3 separate regions of the Mus musculus genome follow, and regions 1 and 2 are each linked to region 3. Evidence: chromatin contacts called from public Hi-C data. All regions are on one chromosome and are shown on one strand. The core of a region is the stretch at or near the end of the contact, and the rest is flanking DNA. Distances in the headings are between cores, read along the strand shown.

The links. Hi-C and Micro-C count contacts between places; a contact is called where the count stands out from the background.
Region 1: a Hi-C map of cerebellum shows a contact between it and region 3, with 1.6 times the contacts expected there. The contact joins two enhancer-like sites. A contact is called at or near these places in 2 of 484 Hi-C or Micro-C datasets (cerebellum and embryonic stem cells) and 1 of 9 other capture datasets (pancreatic islet).
Region 2: a contact with region 3 is called in a Hi-C map of cerebellum, with 1.9 times the contacts expected there. The contact joins two enhancer-like sites. A contact is called at or near these places in 2 of 484 Hi-C or Micro-C datasets (cerebellum and nephron progenitors), 1 of 115 datasets of contacts at active chromatin or transcription factors (trophoblast stem cells) and 2 of 9 other capture datasets (adipose tissue and liver).

Annotation. Positions count from the first base shown.
Region 1 is chr9:102,187,558-102,191,482 of GRCm38.p6, reverse strand. All of the region lies in intron 3 of Ephb1 (Eph receptor B1), which reads left to right. Among named protein-coding and RNA genes, the nearest start is that of Gm31233, 21 kb to the left of the region's middle. Within about 2 kb of position 1,977, at least 18 of the 459 cell types and tissues checked have an H3K27ac peak or open chromatin away from gene starts, as enhancers often do. A contact at or near this core is called in cerebellum, where this site is marked.
Region 2 is chr9:101,708,815-101,712,380 of GRCm38.p6, reverse strand. No RefSeq gene overlaps it. Among named protein-coding and RNA genes, the nearest start is that of Gm31326, 270 kb to the left of the region's middle. Within about 2 kb of position 1,475, at least 7 of the 459 cell types and tissues checked have an H3K27ac peak or open chromatin away from gene starts, as enhancers often do. A contact at or near this core is called in cerebellum, where this site is marked.
Region 3 is chr9:101,936,808-101,940,660 of GRCm38.p6, reverse strand. The region is part of intron 12 of Ephb1 (Eph receptor B1); the gene reads left to right. Among named protein-coding and RNA genes, the nearest start is that of Gm31326, 46 kb to the left of the region's middle. Within about 2 kb of position 1,485, at least 11 of the 459 cell types and tissues checked have an H3K27ac peak or open chromatin away from gene starts, as enhancers often do. A contact at or near this core is called in cerebellum, where this site is marked.

The DNA of each region.
Region 1 (3,925 bases), core at 728-3,227, 250 kb before region 3:
CAAGAAAGCACAGCTTTCTCTCTCTGCGCCACATTCCTCCTGCTAAAGTTGGTGGTGAAACGAGTCTTTGTGTGGGCCCCATGCAGTCTAGGTCTTCTTGTGCCAGGCAGGCCATGAGATGGTGTGGAGCAAGCCCTTAAAATGTGATATTGGCTAAGCTTAGCCTAAGGGGAAGATGGTGGGGCTGTGTCTTAGTTAAGGTTTCTGATGCTGTGATAAAACACCATGACCAAAAGCAACTTGAGGGCATTGTACCTCAGCTTACAACTCCCAATTATAGTCCATCTCCAGGGGAAGACAAGCTAGGAGCTTAAACCGAAAACCAAAAGCTGAGGCCATGATGGAATGCTGCTTACTGGCTTTCTCCCCATGAGTCAGCCAGGTTGTATTCTTAGGCCACCTACCTTTTCGGGGGGGGGGGCTCATACCCCAGTGATCTGGGGCCTCCCACATCAATTATTAATCAAGAGAATGCCCCTACAGGCGTGCCTCTAGGCTAGTCTGATGGAGGCAGTTCCTCAATTGAGATCCTGCCTTCTCAAATGCGACCGGGTTTGTATCAAGTTGGCAAAAACTAACCAGCACAGGGCTGGAACTGATAATCCGTTCTTAAAGGCCTGCTCGGAGCAGATCCCTTATTCTTCTGTCAAAGCAGGTGAGACTGCATCATAACTTCTGGGTGTCCATGGTTTCCAGAGCAGGCCCTAGTTGGCGGCTATGTTCTACCCTAGGAAGGTCTCTGAAGGATTGACTTTGCAAACGTTCCCTAGAGCTTCCAGAAGGATCTGTCATATGAGCTTTTCAGGCACAGGGCATGAGGTGGTGGCGGTGGAGTGTGGCTTCAAAACTAAGATACACGGCCATGCCTATCATTTCTTTTTGCTTACATTCCTGACTGTCCCAGGTACCTTGACCTATGGCAAAGGTCCTGAGCTATGGTGCCCAGAGAAGAATTCTAACCTTAGCAGATGGGGCTGCAGGCCAGAGCCTAATTGACTAGGTGTTCTAGCTGGTCAGCAGCCCCAGAGGAGTTCTGAGTATTTGAGGGAGGGGCAGGAAGCTGACTGGCCAGAAGTTACAGAAAAGAATAGGCTTTCCTGCAGAGGGCTAGCACCAGCAACTTGGTACCAGAAGCCCCAAGCAGACTAGGGAGTGGCTGGTACTGCTCTCGGCAGCAGGCAGGGCCACACCTTTAGGAATCCCATTCCTTTCTCACACTTGAGGCTGGGTACCTGGGACGCTTTGGTGCTTTTGCCGGGAACTCTCAAGTCCAACGAGCACCACGGGTGCTCACAGGGCTTTTGAGTGTCCCGGAGAACTGAGCAATTCTCTGTTCCGTGCCTCTCTGGCTCCCCACCGCTCCGTGGAAGCTGTGCCTTGGAATTGGCAACCCTACCTGTGCAGACACTTACCTGACATCTCCCAAAGGGCCTCCTTTCCTACGGTGGTTGCATCTTTACCTCCACCTCACGAAACAAGTAGGGACTTTTTTTTTTTTTTTTTTTTTTTTTAAATTTTCCACCTCCATATCATGCATGGAGACCCAAGGGACACTTTGAACCTTTCAACAGTTCCGATGCCTTTATCAACTCGAACAGCTAAGATGAGCCACTTTATAACCCTAGGGGAGTTGAGATGAAAGAAAAAAAAATCTGCAGGGTTTGAAGGTAGAGAAAAATGTGTCTAATTTAGTTCAAAAAAGGTTTCCAGAGCCTGTTCCCCTCCCACTTAGGGTTGTTGGCCTCAGCCTTGGGCTCTCTGCCAGTTCCTGCTGAGGTACTGCAGAAGGGCTGGCCCGAGGAGCGTGTTCATGTGCATATGTGCTCCCGTGGACATGCGCACGAGTCGGGCCCGTATGCTGACAGCCACATCCAAGGTCGCTGAATTCAAGGCCTCTGAGGAGCACTTCCACCCGCCCCTGGCCTGGGAACAGTCAGCTGGTGAGAGGAAGTCCACAGCCCAGATGGTCTTCCCTCAAGCCCCAGGGAGACCAGCAATTCTCAGGGCCAAGGGAGGCCAAGGTCATTAACACCACACGGCTCTGTAAGATGAGCTTCGTAATAGGATTTCCCAATAGGCGACTTCATTGGGAAACCACCCGGGGTCTCCTCAGCTTCCTGCAGTGGCCCTGCCCAGTGCCCTCCAGAGAGGAGGCATAAGTAATTGGCTGGATGTAATGGGCTGTGACACTCTGAACATGGGTAAGTGGGGATGGAAGGATGCCCCTTGGCTACATAGCCTCCAAATGTTGGGCTCCAAAAGCAGCCCAGGATGCAGATGTCAGGGTCCAGATCCCCTTAGGTTTTACACTTCTGCCTTGAGGAAAACCCCATTCCCTACTGTTGACAGCTGTGACTGTCTCGGGTAGTCCCACACCACTGAATGATAACACACTTCAGGTAGGAGAGCAGTCTAGGAAGAAGTCTGTATTCTTTTGCTTGAAGGCTGGTCATCTGTGACTTTAAATATGCATTATGGTGTGAGTAGTGGAAGTATCTCTGGGCTGAGAGGCCAGTAGGGGCCTGAAGGTGGCCATTGACTGCACTGGCATTTGGTCATGAAAACCTATGAGGTCTGGAGCTGAGTGAATGAGTGGATGGGGGTGAAATGCCCATAGAGAGGACTAGCCCAGTTCAGACTTAGGTCTTGAGATGCTACCATCTGCCTCTGGTTCTAAGACTAGATGAAGCTGAAGTTAACCACTCTTTAGAATATATATGTTTTCAGGAATATTGAGCCTTTCAAGCGACCTTGGTTTTGCTTCTGGTTCTTAGATGTCCTTACACCATTTTGCACCTTGTAGCTGCCTAGAAGTTTTTGTTGGTCATCATCATCTGGCTCGACCCATCCCCTCTACCCAGAGAACATGAGAACCCTTTGCAAACCATTTGAGTAGCACATAGGTTGCAGTGGGGCTGTGTGGGTGCTAAGGCTGTGTTCCAGAGAGAGAGGGAGAGTAGATAGTAGAGTCTGGATGTGACTTTCTGGTCAGCATTGAGGACTCCTCAAGGGCTGTGTGCCATCTCAGCCACACTCATTTCCTCGTCTGCTGGGTCTTCTAGGACAGAATGTCACCACAGATATGGTACTTTATAATGGGCTGAAACTCACTTCCTACAGTTTTGGAGGCAAGGAAGCCCAAGTCCAGGTCTTTGGTGGGTTCAGTTCTATAGCTCTCTGTTGTTGGTAAGTCCCTTTCTGCAGGTTCTGAAGGTTCACAGACTTCCTTGACTATATGGGAGTCAGTGAGAAGGAACCCTCTCTAAATCCAAGCCTACCTGTATCTTTCTGTTCTGGGCCCCAGGGAGCTCAGTTAGTCTAGGTTTTCTTTTACTTCCTGTTGCCACGGACACCTGTGTTGACAGAACCCTGATGCTCCCAGGTCTTCCTCATTGCAGGGGGATGAAGACAACCAAAAAGCCATAGTAGGATATGGGCAAAGGACACAGTCAAACCATCCAGAGCAAATCCTACTTTGCTGTTAGGGCTTTGAAATGAACATTGAGAGGAGCAAGCTTGACCTTTCCCTAGAGACAGCTCTTGGCCTTTGGGTGGCCTGTGTATATTCTCCTTGCTGGCTGTGATAACAGCCAGAGTATCTGCTAGCAAAAGAGGTTGACACTCCACTGTAGCAGCTATGTGATGATATGGGGCAGATAGTTCCTTTGGAGATGTAATTTGATTCAGAAGAGCATGGCAAGGTTTGCTCTGGGTTCTAGAAGCCATCCAGGTACCAGAGAACCTTTTGCTTCCTAGGTGCTTACTCAGCCTGGTGAAGGCTGTCTGTGTCCACATTACCTGCAAGTGAACCAGGCTCATCTCTGCATGTAGGGCTGGGGAGGAAATGAGGTCACCCGAAGCTGGCTCTGGAAGTTGGAAAGTCTATAGATCATCCCCAGAGCTTCTTGGAATGACAGAAATTCAG
Region 2 (3,566 bases), core at 226-2,725, 230 kb after region 3:
TGTTCAGACCTAATATTCAGCCCACTTTGGAGACCTGCTTCTAAAACAACTTAGCCATATTTTTTTTCCCCAATCAACCTCCTACATTGAAAGATCAGGACCCCGCCAGTTTCTGGGATGACAAAAAAGATCCTTAAAGGTAGTATTTCCCCCAAAAGAGCCAGAAGGGAAATCTCGACTAACTTTTGATGCTGGGAAGCTTCATCCGGTTTTGTCAGGCTGTGTGCTGAGTTTCTGGCTTAGCCTCCTCCCTCTCGGTGGCACGTGAGATGGCCTAGTCACCAACAATGCAAAGATCAATCGAGGTGTTTTTCATGTTACGATATTAAGCTCACACCAAATCCGGACTATCTGAATAAATACTATTTGTTCCTTGATGACACGGGGCAGTGTAGTGATGAGAACCATGAACGTGAGAGCAAGAAATAACTGATTTCAGGGTGGGGCAGAGATGGCTGGGTCAGGATGACACATTTCCTTTGCAAGCATGGAGGCCAGAGTTCAATCCCCCAAACCCATCTAACACAAGTTTGGGATTGCAGCGAGAACATGTACCTCTGGTGATGAGGAGACGGAGACAAAGAGGATCCCTGAGCATGCTGGGAAGCCAGCCTCGCCTCACAACTATGCTCCAAGCCAATGAGAGAGCCTGTTTCCAAGGAGATGGATGGTGCTCCTGAGAATGACAGGGGGGGGGGGGTTCTTCTCCAGCATCTACATGTGCGTGAATACTCTTGCACCCACAAACACACATATATGCACATACATGCATACACATCTTAGCTAGCTGAATGGTCTTGGGTAAATGAATGACTAAATGGCTCACCCCCAATTTCCATTCCCCGTCCTCTGTGAGTCTGTGGGGATTTACTGAGGGACTAATGCTGGTGAAGTGCTTAGCAAGGTATCTGATGATCAAAAAGTACTTAATGCATGTCGTTGTTGAAAGACCAGTATCTACCACATACTCTGCTAGGTTCTGGGACACAGGGATGAGTAAGATACGCTATTAAAAATGCTAAAATGGGATGAGACGTTAAAGCCTATGTGGTATATCCCCCTAGAAAACCTAAGAGTCAAGCAAAGACCGTGTCTAGCTTCTATAGCAGGGGAGAGGCGAGACCAATTTGATCTTAGTCACAAAGCTGGCTGATTCTAGACCTTCTGAAAACAAAATCAAGAATGTCCAAGATTATTGTTTCAAATTCTGGTGTTACAGATTCCATTTCAGCTTAAATTCTTAAACCAACCACTACCAGCTCCTCTATGACTGCCCAGGGAGGCACTCATGGCAGCTTGAACTGCAGTTTAAGACTAGTGACGAGAAGGCCAATGGCTCCCAGCCCAGCTCTGAAGCCGCCGTGTCCTGCAGCAGGTGGCTGATGTCCAGAGCCCCTCTGAGAAGGCAGGGCAGATCGTAATTGCTGATTAGGTAGCAAGAGAGGGAGCACATGTCCCTGGCACCAGTTCTCATAATGTCACAGTACAGAGCTCTGTGGATGGCGGGTCTGTCATGCCTCACTATCCAATCATCTAATCACAGCCATCTCAGGCGCACCCCAATTCCAGTCCCTTGGCAAGGCCCTAAGTGCCCCAACTTAGATCCAGGACCACAGCCAACTTCTGATGCTGTCTTTCATTTGTTTGGGCTTTTGGCAAGGTCTGAGATATCCCGCCAGTCAAATATTGGGGATTTTAATTCCATTCCAGATGGGGACCAGCTCTCCAACAGAGACTCAGGCCAGGCACTGACCCAAGTGCCCCGGGAGCTAGACTTGAGACAAAGACCAAGGTCAGATGCTTCATCCATGATAAGGGGCCCACTTATAGCTTGAATATTTTGGCCCTTGTTTCTTGCATTTCTCCCAAACCAAAATCGTGTTGCCACACAGGTCTGAGAACAGAGAAAGCCTGAATCTGGCTTTTATCTAGAATGTTCTTAAGAGGTCCAAAAAGCCTGTTAGTCAAATTCATCTTCTTGCTAGGAAATGTCCCTCCTCCTTTGAGATGTTCCTTCCCGTCAGATCTTAAACAGCAGAGAATCATTCATTCCATAACTATCTTTGCTTGTTAAACCCCTTAGCTAGGTAAAACACTGAATTGGGGCACAGGCACACACAGGCACACACACACAGCAACTGGTCTGAACTCAGGGTTCAGAAAAAGTCAGTAGAGAGTTAAAGTAAATGTGGAGAGTGTCTCAGACAGTGGGAAGTGTGTAAGGTGCATATTATATATAACATGTCAGTGAGGAAGAGCTTGTAGTGGTGGCTACCACTTATTTCATGCTTCTTGCATGATGACTGTTTTACATGAACTAATTAGATGCTTAGAATCAGCTAGTGCTATTATTCTTATTTCTAGATGATTATTAAAGACCTTGGATTTAAGTGAAGTTACACAATGTTTCCTAGTTCAGTGACTAGGAAATGACAAGGAAAAAAATAACTGAGTTTTGTTTTCAGCTTTTACTGAGGCAAAGATAGAAAGTCCTTTATAGTTAAAGTGTAGAATGCAGTGACGTAATACATGTACACACTGTAAAAGTCATCACCACAATCACGGTAATCAACATATACATTGTATCGCATAGTGAACTCATTTGTTGTTGGAAAACATCCATTTTCTTGGCCAATTTCAAGTGTATCTGTTGCTCTTAGTTGGAGTCATTGTGCTGTGAGTTATATATTAAAAACTTGCTCAACTTGTAAGTAAAAGTCTATACATTTGATCAACATCTGTTTCCCCATTTCTCCTACCTCAGGCCCATTCTGCTCCCTGCACCTATGGGCATCACCTTAAATGCTCATATGCCTCATATAGAGTTGCCTCCCTGTGTCTGGCTTGTTTTGCTTTTCGTTTCCTTCAAGCCTATGCTTGTTCTCATGCACGTCAAGATCCCCTTCCTTTCAAAGCTGAACAATATCTCCTTGTAAGTGTTTCAGAGTGAGTGTGCTTCTACAAACATTTTCACATGTCTCAGAATGGCTTCATGTGCTCACCTGCTCATAAGCATCTGCTTGGTATTTTCCATCTCAGCTACTGTGGAGAGTCTTGCAATGGACATGAGAATGCAGACACTTCTTTAAGATGGTGATGTCACTTCTGTTGGATAGATAGCCCAGAAGTGGGATCAGTACATCATAAAGTAGTTTGAGTTTTGTTTGTCTGGGGAGGAGCCTCCACAATGCTGTGCATAGTGCCTGGACCAATTGTTACATTCCCCTGGCAGAATTCCTGTGTTACCTCTCCTCCAGGCCCCTGCCATGCTTGTCATTTATTATTTCTATTTCTCCATCATGACATATCTCATGGTGATTATTATCCTTATTTTGCTAATGATTAATGATGTCAAGGTCATTTTACTTTGGCGTTGTGTTTGATATTTTTATATCTTCTTTAGATATACTTAAGGCTATTTTAAATCAATTTATTTAATTGTGGGCTTTTGTCTTGTTCAATTGCACCAGTATCTGATATATTTGGGTTAATAACCCCATTGGATAATTGAGTGACAAATGTTTTCCTGTCTTTGGTTGTTTGTCTTTTCGTTCTCCTGATTTGTG
Region 3 (3,853 bases), core at 236-2,735:
CACCATGATTGGAGCATTTTGTGACTAAGTCTGTGGTCACTACGGTCAGTATTCTTTAGTGCCTGGATTCCCGTGTGATCCCACAGAGACTTTCTCTCACAGAATCTGGTGGAGAGAGACATCATGACCATGCCAGTCACGTGGAAGCTCCTCTAAGATGAGTGCTCAGCAGGGGGCTGAGTCCTGAGACCAGTGCTTGGCCTTGGAAAGCCGCCCTTCTTCATAGAGTGGGTGAGAGCAGAAGGCTGTGTGCTGTATCTGTCCTCACCATGACAAAAAAAATGTATTGACTGGGTGGCTGCAGAGATAAACTTTTCTTCTTGAGGTAGGAGCTGAGTCTCATTACTGCTATGTCCCCTGTACCCGGCTGGGGACAGAATGGGTACTGCATAGAGGTCTGTTCTGTGGGATCTAGTTGGAGGAAGTTGGTCCCTGGAAGTTGTTTTTAACCCTGGCCTTTTCCTGTGTGCCTTTCTGTTTCTTGCCAGCCATGATAAGAGTTGTTCAGCTCCGCCCCTCACACCAAGATGGATTACCACCTCTGAAACTGCAAGCCCAAATAAAGGATTCCTCTGGGAACTTGTTTCTGTCAGGCATTTGATCACAGCAAAGATGAGCAGGAGTAATATATCATTGCCTGCAGTGTGCAGACCCGTACCCTCAGCATCTCTGGGGGAAGTGATACAGGATGCTGTGCAAAGCCTGGTCCAGAAGCAAGGGTCTCTTCAGCCTTTCTCTGTCCACAAGGATGTTGATTCCTTCCTACTGAACCTCCGTATTCTTCAGCATGCTAAGAATTCTCTTTTATGTTACCTAACACCCAGCAGAGAAAGTCACTGTTTCTCTGTGCCCTTTCTTAATACCTACATTGGAAAGTAAGGGACCCTTACGACACTTTGCAGACATGTGGATGGACTGGCCTTAGCTTCAGGTCCAGATTTCCTCTTCTAGCAGCAAGACCTACCTGGCTTGTGAATGCCTTGCCTGCTGCAATGTCATCAACTTCCTGTTCTGTCCCCTCATGGGGCTGGTCAGCATCCTCTAACCTAATAGATTTCCTGTCATACAACCAGAGATAAGTTAAGTAATCGTGACCGGCACTGTAATTACCATTGAGCTTGAGAAGACACCACCACCTGTGTGGTACAAAAACAAAAACAAACAAACAAACAAATAAACAGACAGAGGAGAAATTTAAAATCCTTGGGTGGGAAGACACAACCCCTTGCTCCCCTGACTCTGTGTTTCCCTTTGTTCTGCCCCCAGAGGTCAGTGTGCCCCTGGCTTCTCAACCAAGAAGAGCTGGCCATGACAAGTTGTCACTTCCTTGCCCAGGGTGGCTCTTCTGGAAGGCCCAGCCACCTGCTGAGATGGAGGGAGTGGTGATGACAGGCCGAGCTCCATGTTCAGTGAGGCCCAACAGTACAAGGTGGCAGAAGGGCTTGAGGCTGCCCGCCAGCGGGGCTGGCACGGCCACTTTACATGCGAGAGGGAGCAGTCAACAGCTGCTGCTGACAGCCCCTGGGGTCTGCTCCAGACTTGGCAGAGGAGGACACTCCCAGACTCCCAAACCAGCTCTTTGAAATTCAGAACTACACCTCCATCCCTCACCCTCTGCAACAAACACACACAAAAGATAAGCAAGCCTCAAGTCCCTTTACTTAAGGACTTTCTCCACCTAGTCGCCTCTGTCTCCTAGTTTTGCACACTAATGCTGATAAGTTCTCACATGAGCATCTCTCTCTCTCTCTCTCTCTCTCTCTCTCTCTCTCTCTCTCTCTCTCTTTCTCTCTCTGACACACACACACACACTGACACCCATCCTGTCCTCTCTTACCTTAACTCAGGAGTTGTCCACACTGTTTTGAGGTGGGGTCTGTTATTGGCCACAAGCCCACCAAGTAGTTTGGGCTGGCTGACCATGAGCCCCAGGCATATGCCCTTGTCTAGCATTGGGATTACAAGTGCAGGCCAACATATCTGGCCTTCTTTATATTGTTTCTGGGAATCAAACCCCGGTCCTCGTGGTTGCGAGGCAAGCATTTTACCGACTGAGCTATCTCCCTGACCCAACTCAAGTATTTTGAAAAAGCGAAAGCTCTTTCCCTTTGGAGAAGTTGGTCTATCTCAAGATGTGGCAACAACCTCTCCTTCAAGGACACAGTGAGCTACCACCCACTGACATTTCTGTGTTTGGCAGTTACTGGTTCGTCAGATGATTTCCACCTCTCTTCTCTGCCATGCTACCATATTGCTACAGCCAGTGAGTGCATCTGTGTTCTGGGGGATTGTGAGGACAGAGCATCCCTTGCAGGGCAGCCTAAGCCTGCCCTCCAGGTATTTGTCATGTTTCTGGCATTTGAGCTAAGGACATCTCCCACCACAGAAGCCTGCCAGAATCCGCAGGGGAAATCAGGACTGTCTTCCTTGCAGAAAGTTGGGCATGCGCTGGGGGAGGGAGGTCTGGGCCAGGTGGCCTTTATTTCTCTCAGCCCTGGAGAGGCAGCCAGATAAAATGCACTCTGCTGCTTAGTGTTGCTTCTCCCTCATCCTGTAGATTAACCATTTATACACGTACCAGGCATTCTTGCTGAACTCCACCAGAGATATCAGTGATTTGAATGTAAGAGTGTTCAATATAAAAGTTTGGCTACAGCTGAAGCATGGATCTTGGGAGGAAGGAAGGCAGTGTCTGATGCCCCTTGGTATAGCTTCTATTGTCTGGTTCTTTTAGTTTCAGGGATTGTGGAGTGATTCCCTGTCCAGGCACAGACCAGTGCTATGCGGTGAGATCTGGTATTTAGCATGATGGGTGGAAAAGAAATTCACCATGGCCTAAGGAGTGATGTGTTTGGGTGACAGCTTTGACACTTATCACATGAACACAGAAAGTCAGTGTATGTGTGTGCAGGACAAGCCAAACTTCCTTGATTGCTTTCTCACCCTTACCGCTTCTGCAGAATCCCTGGCCTCAGCTAAGCTGGACTGCTTTAGCCCTCTACTGTGGTCTGTCTGGATTTCCCTTCAGCCTCAAGTGTGTCTGGTCAATGACTTGCTCTCTAGAGCTGAGCACAGCAGAAACAGTAGTTAGCACACAGTGAGAACAGTAGTTAACACACAGGCAGTGCCCATCCAAGTATACCTCATGCATCAGATGTCCATGGACAGTCGCCCCTTACTACACTGGATGCTCAGGCTGTACAGCATCCCAGAAGGGTTGGCTACTTTCCCTGGTCACATAGGTAGAAAAAGCCAGAACTTGTGTCAAAACTAGTGGCCCCCCACAGCTCACCTTTGTCCTCACCCTCCTCCTTTTTCAAGTTCATTAACGACATTTTGAGTTTTTTTTCCTGGTCTGCCTCTCCATTATCCCATAAACATTGATAGCAATTTGTAGCCTCACTGGGTGGGCTCTTCTGGAGACCCCAGATCCTCCTTGAACGGGGCCAGGTCTAGAAGGCAGATAAGGGCCAAACAGAGAACTAAGTTAGACACATTCAAATGGCACTCAAGACCGAAAGGAGAAAACAAAAACAAAACAAAACAAAAACAAACAAGCCAATAAAACCAGATCAGCCCTTTGGAAACAGGATCTCGAATCTGATCCTGGCCTCTTCTGAAGGGCAGCTGGGGTGACCACCATACAAACGGGCCAAGGGCTCCTCATAACCAGTGCAGCCTATGGCTGTCAGCAGGACAAGAACATGGAGCTAGGAAAACCTTTCCTCAGAAATGGAGTATATGAGCAGCGGCCATGGTGCAGCTGGTGTAACTTTTCAGAGTTCCCAGAGAGTATGCCCCATGGCTCCTTAGACAATATGTCCCATGAACATGCTCCTTAGTGTTCATTGCA